Regions from separate parts of the Mustela erminea genome. Here region 1 is linked to region 2. A link is a contact called in public Hi-C data. All regions are on one chromosome and are shown on one strand. Each heading gives the region's core, a stretch centred on a gene start, on an enhancer-like site or on the middle of the called end of the contact. The rest is flanking DNA. Distances are from core to core; before and after follow the strand shown.

Evidence for each region. Hi-C and Micro-C count contacts between places; a contact is called where the count stands out from the background.
Region 1: a Hi-C map of skeletal muscle shows a contact between it and region 2, with 8 times the contacts expected there. The contact joins the promoter of HECA here to the promoter of CITED2 in region 2. A contact is called at or near these places in 2 of 3 Hi-C or Micro-C datasets (skeletal muscle and spleen).

Annotation. Positions count from the first base shown.
Region 1 is chr4:62,846,542-62,852,055 of mMusErm1.Pri, forward strand. It overlaps HECA (headcase protein homolog), which reads right to left and starts at 3,395. Exons shown (of 6, transcript XR_004284927.1): 1 at 2,811-3,395.
Region 2 is chr4:62,627,248-62,632,037 of mMusErm1.Pri, forward strand. CITED2 (cbp/p300-interacting transactivator 2) reads left to right here and starts at 2,071. Exons shown (of 2, transcript XM_032339362.1): 1 at 2,071-2,324; 2 at 2,790-4,081. The coding sequence starts at 2,798. The coding sequence ends at 3,619.

The sequences.
Region 1 (5,514 bases), core at 2,145-4,644, 220 kb after region 2:
TTCTGACCCTCCCCAACCCCACACCACTCATACGTGCTCTCTCTCAAGTAAATAATCTTTAAAAAAAAAAAAAAACAACAAAAACTGGGACCCCTGGGTGGCTCAGTCAGTTAAGTGTCTGCCTTCAGCTCAAGTCATGATCCCAGAGCCCTGGGATCGAGCCTGAGCCCTCCATTGGGCTCCCTGCTCTAATGGAAGACTGCTGTCCCTCTGCCTCTGTGTTCTCTCTCTCTCTCTATCTCTCTCTCTCTCTCTGTCAAATAAATAAATAAATAAAATCTTAAAAAAAAAAAAAAGATTGGACTCCCTGCTCAGCAGGGTGTCTGCTTCCCCCTCTCCCTGCTTATTCTCTCACTCTCAATAAATAAATCTTTTAAAAAAAAAGAAATACTATACTAGTCCAACTGACGTCATTCCAAAATTCAAAAATAATTGGCCTTATTGGTTGATTCTTGAGAATCTGCATATCTATTGCCCCTTCCTTTAAAATTCACCCATACCACCTCTCCCACCCCAACATTATAAAGTACAGTGTTACATGGCGGGGGGAAGCATTTATAATTTCCTTACTTTACTTATCAGTTTTGCACACAGGAGGCCTTAGCATCCATGTTCAGGTATCAACTCCGGTGAGAATTTCTTCAAATTAAGGTGGATCATTCACTGAGACATGATACGATGTTAGAACCAAATGTGGCATCATAAAATACAGCTCACGGATCAAAGTTTGTACCTTCTCTAACCCTGACTATGGCAATGTTTGGCCCATTTCCTCCCTTTTTTCCCCATTCATTTCCTAAAACAAGCTCCAAATCAGAAAACACACAGCTTCACACAGACATATACAGAACTGCTAAATATACCTGAGTTTGCCATTTCCAAGGAAATAATCAGGATGTCGTAACTAGCTTGAAATTTACAAAGGAGGAGATATCACCAGCCTGAGAAAAAAATTTCTTCACACCACCTTAAAGCTGTCTAATCTTTTTTTTTAAAGAATTTTTTAATTTAATTAACATGGAATGTATTATTAGTTTCAGAGATAGAGTTCTGTGAAAGTAGTCAATCTTTTGGAGAATAAGGAAACAGAGAACTTGAAGCTTCCATACAGACAAATAAAAAAAAAAGGGCAAGCCACACCGCCACCAGACCTGCAATGCAAGCTCCTTGAGGACCAGGATGTCCTCTCTTGATTACCACTGTACCCTTTAATACTTGGCACAGTAATGGTAACACTGTAAGTGTTTAATAGTTTTTGAAAAAGTGAATGACAGCTATCACTCATTGATCACTTTCCTTGAGGAAATTTAGTAATAAGCACATTTGAAACATAACAAGACTTTAAACAAGAACAGCACACTGGGCAAGAAAGTGACGCTCCAAGCCTCACCATAACCCTATGAGGGAGCCAATGTAATAATATATATAATATTTTTTCAATTTTAAAGTTGAGGAAATCAAGTCTGAGAAAGACCAACGTTCCCAAGAAGGCAGAGCTCTAAAGGGCTAAGCCACAAGTCTGTCTTCCTTTCCCTCTGCCCCATCAATACCAAAATGAAGTGTAGAGCTTGGAAAACAAAAGAACATGGAGAAGACAGCCTGACCAAAAACTGCATTATCACACATTCAAAACCAGAATGTCTATTCCTAGAAAAAAGAAAAAACTTATTTCAATATTGCAGACACACAGCCAATGGGGCCTATGGTTCTGTTCTTAACAGGCTACACTTCAATCTCCTATGTTCAGAGCACTGTGGGGTTCTTCTAAGTGCAGGTGGCCGTTTAAAAAGTGACTGATCTGCATAAAGAATGGCTTCAAAAGCTGAAAAACTACAAGTTAAAAGCCAGATACAAAAATCCTATTCTCCCTTTATTAAATATACCTCTATTCCCTTCCCTGAAAAACCGCCTGAACAGAGGCATTCCAAGAACTGTCCAAGAAAGAAGTGTTGGCCGGGCACCGTGTAACGAAAGCCACGCCTGTGCAGTGACAACGGCAATCCTGTCCACTCTTCCCTACGTGCCCCTCCAAAGGTGCATTCAGGCACTGCCTAAGATTAGTTGGCTTCCTTCTAAAACTGTGAAACAGAATCATACAGAGGTCCTTTTTTTTTTCTTTTTTTTTTAACTCGGGTCTGAGAACGGAAGTCAAGTTCAGATTCTCTTCCTTCCTCAAGCGAGCAAGAGAATTAAAGAGCGCGCGCGCCAGCACACACACACGCGCGCACACACACACACACACACACACACACACGCCCTATAGTAAAAATGTCTCGGGGCCTCTTCACCTGTGGCAGTTGCCGCAGCAAGCCCGGATCTGCAGGGATTTAAGGCTCTTCCTCATTCGGAAGGAAAGACGGGGAGCTGAGGGGGACACCGGGAAGAACGAACTGGTGTCTAAGTTTCCAATCGGATCCCTCTTCTCAACTTGGGCAGCTCTCTTCTTCCCCCGCCCTTCCCCCACGGCCCGGGGCATACACTTGGTCCCGCCAGGACGCGCAGGGCCCGAGGGGAGCACGGCCGCCACCGAGCACCCGGGCGCCCCTCGGAGTCGGAGAAGGAGTCGGGAGTCCGAGGCGCAGCCGACCCCGGGCGCGCGACCCGGGAGCGGCAGAGACCCCAGGAAGGGGCCGAGGAATCGTTACCGCCGCCGCCAGGCGTGGGGACCGGGAAGGGGCAGCCGCCGCGGGGCGGAGAGGCGGGGTGAGCACTTCCTGACTCTCGCATTGTCCACGCACCGCCCGCGCCCCGCCACCGCGCCGTCCCCGTCGGGGAGGAAGTTGGCGCTCGCCCCGCCAGCCCCGTCTTACCGTTCTTGGCGTCGCCCGCGGCTGCAGCCCCCGCGGCGACCGCGGCGTTGGCGGCGCCAGTCCCCGCGCCTCCGGTGCCCGCCGCGCCCCCGGTGCCCGGCGCTCCCGCCGCCGCCGCTCCGCAGCCGGCCGCCGCCGCCAGGCCCCCCCCGGCCGCCGCGCCCGCCGCGCCCGCCGCTGCCAGGGCCCCGGCTCCATTTTCCTGCTCGTCCCCGCTGCTGTTGGCGCGCTTGTTTTTGCGGCCGCCTTTGCTGTTTTTGGGGTTGGGCATCTCGCGAGCGTCCAGGTGCCCGGCGTCAGCGAAGGCGACTCCCCGCCGCACGGCCGCTCCCGGGCCGCGCGGAGCGGGCTCCGGGAGGCAGAGAATGGAGGGCGCGGGCCGGCGGCTCCTCCGGCGCCCGTCTAGCCGCGCGGCCCGCGCCGCGCCATCCCGGCCGCCGCGCCCTCTCCGGCTTCCTGGAGCCGGCGCGCGGCCACCCGAGGCTCGCAGCCGCGCGAGCGCCGCGGGCTCGGGACGCGAGCGAGACGCTCCCGAGCCGGAGGGAAAAGGCGGGTCTCCGGCTTGTTTTGATTCGGCTCCGCTGACACGCTCTGGCCCCGCCCACGCCCGTGACGACACTGGGGATTCGGCCTGGCCGCGCCCACCAGGTGACCTCACGGCGGACTGGCCCGCCCGCGTGACGTCACGCTCGCGCTGAGCCGGCCACTTTCGAGTGACGTCATCCCGGCGCCCTCACCGCGGGCTTGCGGAGCTCCTGGGCATCTGCGAAGCGAGCTACGTGAAGTCGCCCCCTAAGCCAATCCGGGAGCGTCTCAAGCAGTTATTCCGTCGCCTCCTGACCTTCATGTGATGAAGTCTTAGAACAATATGGTCCGGAAAAATAGGCGGGTAACTAGAACAAGAAGTGAAAACAAAGGATTTCGGATTAGTAATCCATCAAAACACCTTCCCCTTCAACATCAGTTCTAGGTTCGGTAATTACAGATGCAAGATTGAGTTCCCAGACAATGGAAATGAACAGCAGAGTCCCTGAATGAGAACCCGGCACAGTGTGGTGGTGAAAGTAGTTCATACAATCAGGACCCACCATCCAGGGATGAAACTAAACGTTGCCTGTGATCACGAAGCGGGTGAGGGGAATACCCAACCCCCATGGATAGGGCTGAGCTGTCCTGAAAAAGAGATGGCTGCGTTGTGAGCAGGCTAAGGTTAGAACGTGACACCTGTGAAGAGAGGCAAAGACCTGAGAGCAGGAGAAAGACCCGTGGGGAGAGTTTTACATGGGCTCACATTTCTGCAACTTTATTGTCTTTTCACAGACCAGCTCCTTCCCAAACCTCAGGTCCCAAATCAAGCGCATTTCCTTCAGGATGTTATAACAGAAACACCTTCCCGGAGGAGCTATCAGAAGTATCACTGTTTGTTTGTTTCATCCATCTCTCATTAAGTTGTCAATGTACATGTTTACTTTTTTCCTATCCATCTCCTTCTTACTCACATGAAGCTCCACAGGTAGTAGATTTTATCAGTCTTGGGCACCTCAGGGAACAACAGCTAGCTTGTATTTGTTGAGTATATAAATTAGATTCTTTTTTCATGAACTATAAAGGAAAAAGTATTTTAGCTGACAATTTACAGTTTTCCCCCTCCTATAGTGTAATCTTTTTTAATTAACCCAGCTCTCCAGTAAAGGCTTGGTGGCTGTGTTGAAAGGCACAAAGAGACAGGCAGGGAAGCACAAGGAAGAAAACCCTCCCCGTGCTTCTCACCTAATGGAGGGATTCTGACTGGGAACAAAGCCCATAGCAGAGCTTGGAGCTACAAGGAGGAATGGTGGATACTTAGGAGCAATTGCTGGTTAGACTTTTCAGCAGGAAAATGATGAACCATTTAATTCCCTAGTATATATTGATGGTTGCATTAGATAGATATTTCATTCCTATATTTTTACATCTATTTCTACCCTAACCTGACCTCCTCTAAGCACTAGAAGAGCAGGGATTGAGTCTATCTTTGTACCTAACTCTTCAGAATCTAACAGAAAGCCTGACCCACAGAAAGCAGTCAGTACAAATCTGTTGAATGGAGGAGCCTACATTCTTCTGGCTACATTTTTCTGAACCTTGAAGTCTCAACTAAATCATCAGTTATCTAGGAAGTCTCCTCTGATAGCCCAAGGCTAGATTTGCCCCCTGTGCTCCCGGTATCTTCCCCACCAAATCAGCTTGCACAGAAAGGTATTGAAAATGCGTTTACTCGTCTGCCTGGGGCCCCACTGTACTACCAGCCCTATTATGGCAGACATTGTGTCTACCTTAGTGATCACTGTATCCTTGGTACTTAACACAGTGCATGGTACACAGTAAGTATTTATTAAATGCATGAAAATTACATGAATAAATGAATGGACAAATGCTTTGAAGGTATATGCAGCAGGATTTGATCACCACCTGGACCTGTAAAGTCAAAAAATTCTGAAAACTGAAGGAAATGCGGCCAGTGATTGATTAAATGGAGACTTCAGGAGGGAAGTGGGAGGAGCTGGGGACAGAGATAATGAGTTAATGTGGCCAGTTCAGATGTAGGTTAATTTCATTACTAAGGTCCTTCACTGAAGGCGGCTAAGCGATCTCACAGTATTTTGGTGACCTTGACTTTGGCCTTTCTTTTTTTTTTTTTTTTCCTTTTTCTTTTGAGTGGGAA
Region 2 (4,790 bases), core at 821-3,320:
ATTTTTGAGTCTGGGGTTGACCAGCAGGAGCCTATTTTTTGATACAAAGTGGCACTTGCAGGTTTTTTCCCAGCCTCTGATTCTGCAACTGCAAGTCCATGACCTACAAGTAAAAGTGGTGGGTGGACAGGAGAGCAGGGGATTATTGCAACCAACAATGCAATGTACTCTGTGCACAAGGCTCCAAAAAAGTAAATATTTTTGAGGTTTAAAAATTATTGCACGGGCACGAAAGAAATTATTGCACAGTTATAAATGCTGAAGAGACTGAAAAAGAGAGGAAGACAGTAACAATGTTTAAATATATATATAATATTATATTTGTACACTAAGTATATTTGTACACTAAGTATATATATATAATATTATATTTGTACACTAAGTATCTGGATACGTAACTAGAGGAAGACAGAGAGGTAAGAGATTAACGAAACCAGGATTAGCTTCCTTTTGCAAATTCCTGAAAGGGGAAATGTATGTATCAGAATTTCCAGTCCTCAAAAAATACGGCCTAAAAAAGTCCTGTGAGCAAGAAGGGAGAAGAGGAGGCGTGGAGGGCGGGGGACTAGCTCTTCGTAGCAGGAAGTCTTCAATGGCAATCGAGTCATGAAGAAACAACTCAGAACAGAAGTCCTTATTCGGAGCGCTAAACTCGCTTTTAGCACATAAAGAGCAATATAAAACCTCGGAGCAGGCTCATCATGGTGTTGGGGAAACAACTCGGCTTCCCCATGTGAGAAAGCAAGAGAGCTCCGACCGGGTAGCAGCCCAGACCGGTGTAAGCGTTTTTTATTTGCAAGTCAATGAGCCAAATGGACGACCCGGCTACTTGTGCCGCGTCCTGAGAAGCAAGGTTATTATTATCGCCTATTGCCCCACTGAACAATTTCACTGAAAAGGAAGAGTCCCGACAGCGTGTGTGCGCACGGTGCCATACGGGACGTGCAGCTACGTGCCCACCTCCAGAACGACTTTATTTACAAAGCGATTACCATGTTATCTATTTGTTTTCCCTTTTCAGCAACAGCAGCTTCACTCAGCCCTCGAATTTCTTAATTACAAACCCGTTCGCTTCTAAATCAACCCCAAATCGTCAGGCAGAGCCCGGAGGGAGGCTGTGCAAGTTTGCACACACCCCCACCTCCCGGATCAAGGGCAACAGCAGAAGCAAGAAACTGTGTATGTGCAAAAAGGTGGATCTGGGGACGAGGATCGCTGAGTTTGTTTACAGAGCAGAGACGCCTCAGCTCGGATGCCAAAGCTACCAAGAGCTGCAAACGCAAACTTAGCAGAAGCACACGTACCCCGGGAGCGGCGAGCGGGCCCGAAAGCGCGGACCGGAGTCCCAAGAGCGGGAGCGGAGGCAGCGGGCCCGCGAGCGCGCTCGGTCCACCTGCAGCCGCTGCCGCTCCCCGCCCCCAGCTTCTGTCCTTGAAAGGAGTAGGGGGAAACAAATGCGTCCGCACGCCGTTTACCTAGATCAGGATTACCCAGTGCCCCTGTAAAAAACACAAAGGCACAGCCCAGGAAAGTATACTCGGGAAAGGGGGCATTTTCTGTCCGGGGATTTAAAACCCCACTCGGAGAAACACAGCCATTCTTCGCGGCCCGGGGTGGGGGGCAATGGGGGGTGCTGCAAAGCCGGGGAGGCATAAGGACACTACGGAGGAAGGGGGGGCTGAGAGAACCCGTTTTTCCCGCAGAAGACACCCCAGATCGCTAGCTGAGCCAAGCGGGAGAGCTGGGAGTGGGGGATCCGACCAGAGGGGAGCGGTGCGTTTTCCTCGCTCCTTTCAGGGCTGGCGCTACTTTCGGGCTGGCGCTCCAGAGGTCATTTTCTCCCCGCTCCGGGGGCAGCCGGGCTGATCCGCGTTTATGGGGCAGGAGGAAACCAGAGTCGGCCGCAGCGAGGCGGCGCCTGGGCCCGCAGCCTCTGCGCACGTGCCTCCGGCCGCGGGGACGCGGCTCGCCTACCCGGTCCGGCGTGCCCGGGGCTCCGGAGTCCGCGTTTTGCTACCGCCCGCCCGGGAGGCTCGCTCCGCCCTTCCTGAAATCCCTTATATTAACTGTGGCCAAAGCCCTAAGAAACACAGCTCATTGTTGGCAGCTGCCGGGCGGTCTTACTGAGCTGTGAGGGCAGCAGAGGGGAAATAAAAGGGAACGGCTCCGTTTCTGCCCCAGCGGCCACTGCAAGACTTTGGTGCCGACATCGCGACAGCGAGCGCCCTGCACACCAGAAAGGCCCCCTCTATGTGCTGCTGAGCCGGTCCTGGATCCGACGATCCCGCCCTCGGTCTTCGGAGCAGAAATCGCAGAGACGGAAGGTGAGCGCGGCGGGCAAAGCTGGCTGGGGCGCCTGCCAGCCCAGTCCTCTGAGGGCTGGGTTTGCCCGGAGGAAGAGCGTGAGGCGGAGCTGGGGAATAACAACAGGATGTGCAACAACAGGATGAGGAGGGCTGATTTAATGCCTGAAGTTCGCGGCAGGGCTACGGGGCACTTCCTTTATTAGGCGACTTCGGGGAGCAGAGGGGGGTGTGGGCTCGGGTCCGCCTGCCGGAGCACAGGGGAAGGGGCTGTTTGTTGAGCGCCTATCTCTTGTGGGTGGCAGGTCCGCTGTGGTGGCGAGCCCGGCTGCACAAGCTACTAGTAGGATCGCAGGGAGGGCGAGCGATTTCGCAGCCGACGTGCGTCCGGGAAGCCTAGAGGCCAGAGGCGAGAAAAAGTGGGGTGCGCCGCGGTGGGCTGCACGTGTGGCGCGGGTCCTAATCGTTTGCTCTCTTCACTCTCAGGACTGGAAATGGCAGACCATATGATGGCCATGAACCACGGGCGCTTCCCCGACGGCACCAATGGGCTGCACCACCACCCTGCCCATCGCATGGGCATGGGGCAGTTCCCGAGCCCCCATCACCACCAGCAGCAGCAGCCCCAGCACGCCTTCAACGCCCTAATGGGCGAGCACATACACTACGGCGCGGGCAACATGAATGCCACGAGCGGCATCAGGCATGCGATGGGGCCGGGAACTGTGAACGGCGGGCACCCCCCGACTGCGCTGGCCCCCGCGGCCAGGTTTAACAACTCCCAGTTCATGGGCCCCCCGGTGGCCAGCCAGGGAGGCTCCCTGCCGGCCAGCATGCAGCTGCAGAAGCTCAACAACCAGTATTTCAACCATCACCCCTACCCCCACAACCACTACATGCCGGATTTGCACCCTGCTGCAGGCCACCAGATGAACGGGACAAACCAGCACTTCCGAGATTGCAACCCCAAGCACAGCGGCGGCAGCAGCACCCCCGGCGGCTCGGGCGGCAGCAGCACCCCCGGCGGCTCGGGCGGCACCTCGGGTGGCGGCGCGGGCAGCGGCAACAGCGGCGGCGGCAGCGGCGGCGGCAGCGGCAGCAACATGCCCGCCTCCGTGGCCCACGTCCCTGCTGCAATGCTGCCGCCCAATGTCATAGACACTGATTTCATCGACGAGGAAGTGCTTATGTCCTTAGTGATAGAAATGGGTTTGGACCGCATCAAGGAGCTGCCCGAACTCTGGCTGGGGCAAAACGAGTTTGATTTTATGACGGACTTCGTGTGCAAACAGCAGCCCAGCAGAGTAAGCTGTTGACTTGATCGAAACCCCGGCAAAAAGAATCAAACCCTCCCCACCCCGCCCCCCCAACTTCGGTGTGAATTAAAAAAACATTCCCTTAGACACAGTATCTCACTTTTCAGATCTTGAAAGGTTTGAGAACTTGGAAACAAAGTAAACTATAAACTTGTACAAATTGGTTTAAAAGAATTGCTGCCACTTCTTTTTTTCTGTTTTTGTTTCGTTTTTGTAGCCTTGACATTCACCTCCCTTATGTAGTTGAAATATCTAGCTAACTTGGTCTTTTTTTGTTGTTTGTGTTTACTCCTTAGTTCCTCACTTTCTCCAGTGCTCAACTGTTAGATATTAATCTTGGCAAACTGCTTAATCTTGTGGATTTTGTAGATGGTTTCAAATGACTGAACTGCATTCAGATTTACGAGTGAAAGAAAAATTGCATTAGTTGGTTGCATGAACTCTGAAGGGCAGATAATACTGCACAAACTCTGCCATCTCGCTTCATTTTTTTAACTATGCATTTGAGTACAGCCTAATTTTTTTAATATGCTAAACTGGAAGATTAAACAGATGTGGGCCAAACCGTTCTGGATCAGGAAAAGTCATACTGTTCACTTTCAAGTTGGCTGTCCCCCTCCCCCATATGTACAGACAATAATAGGGTGTGGAATGTCGTCAGTGGCAAACATTTCACAGATTTTTATTTTGTTTCTGTCTTCAACATTTTTGACACTGTGCTAATAGTTATATTCAGTACATGAAAAGATACTACTGTGTTGAAAGCTTTTTAGGAAATTTTGACAGTATTTTTGTACAAAACATTTTTTTGAAAAAATACTTGTTAATTTATTCTATTTTAATTTGCCAATGTCAATAAAAAGTTAAGAAATACATGTTTTCTAGAAGTCATTGGGGGGGGGGTGGTTCCTTTCCGTGGCTTTTTTCCTCTTCTTGAACACTTTATTGATGAGAGTAAGCATTCCAAAGGATAAATTACAGGACACTAAAACAGGTCATGATGAGCTTAAGTGGAGAGCAGGATTTAACATAATTGGCATAATGCTTCATTGTTACCATTGTAACATGCCTCTTGGTGTGCTTTAATCAGAAGCTGCAAAGTTGTCAAAGAGCATTTTTTTTTTCCTTAATTGCCATCATTTTCAAGTGTTCTCCAGAGTTAAGTTTGTAA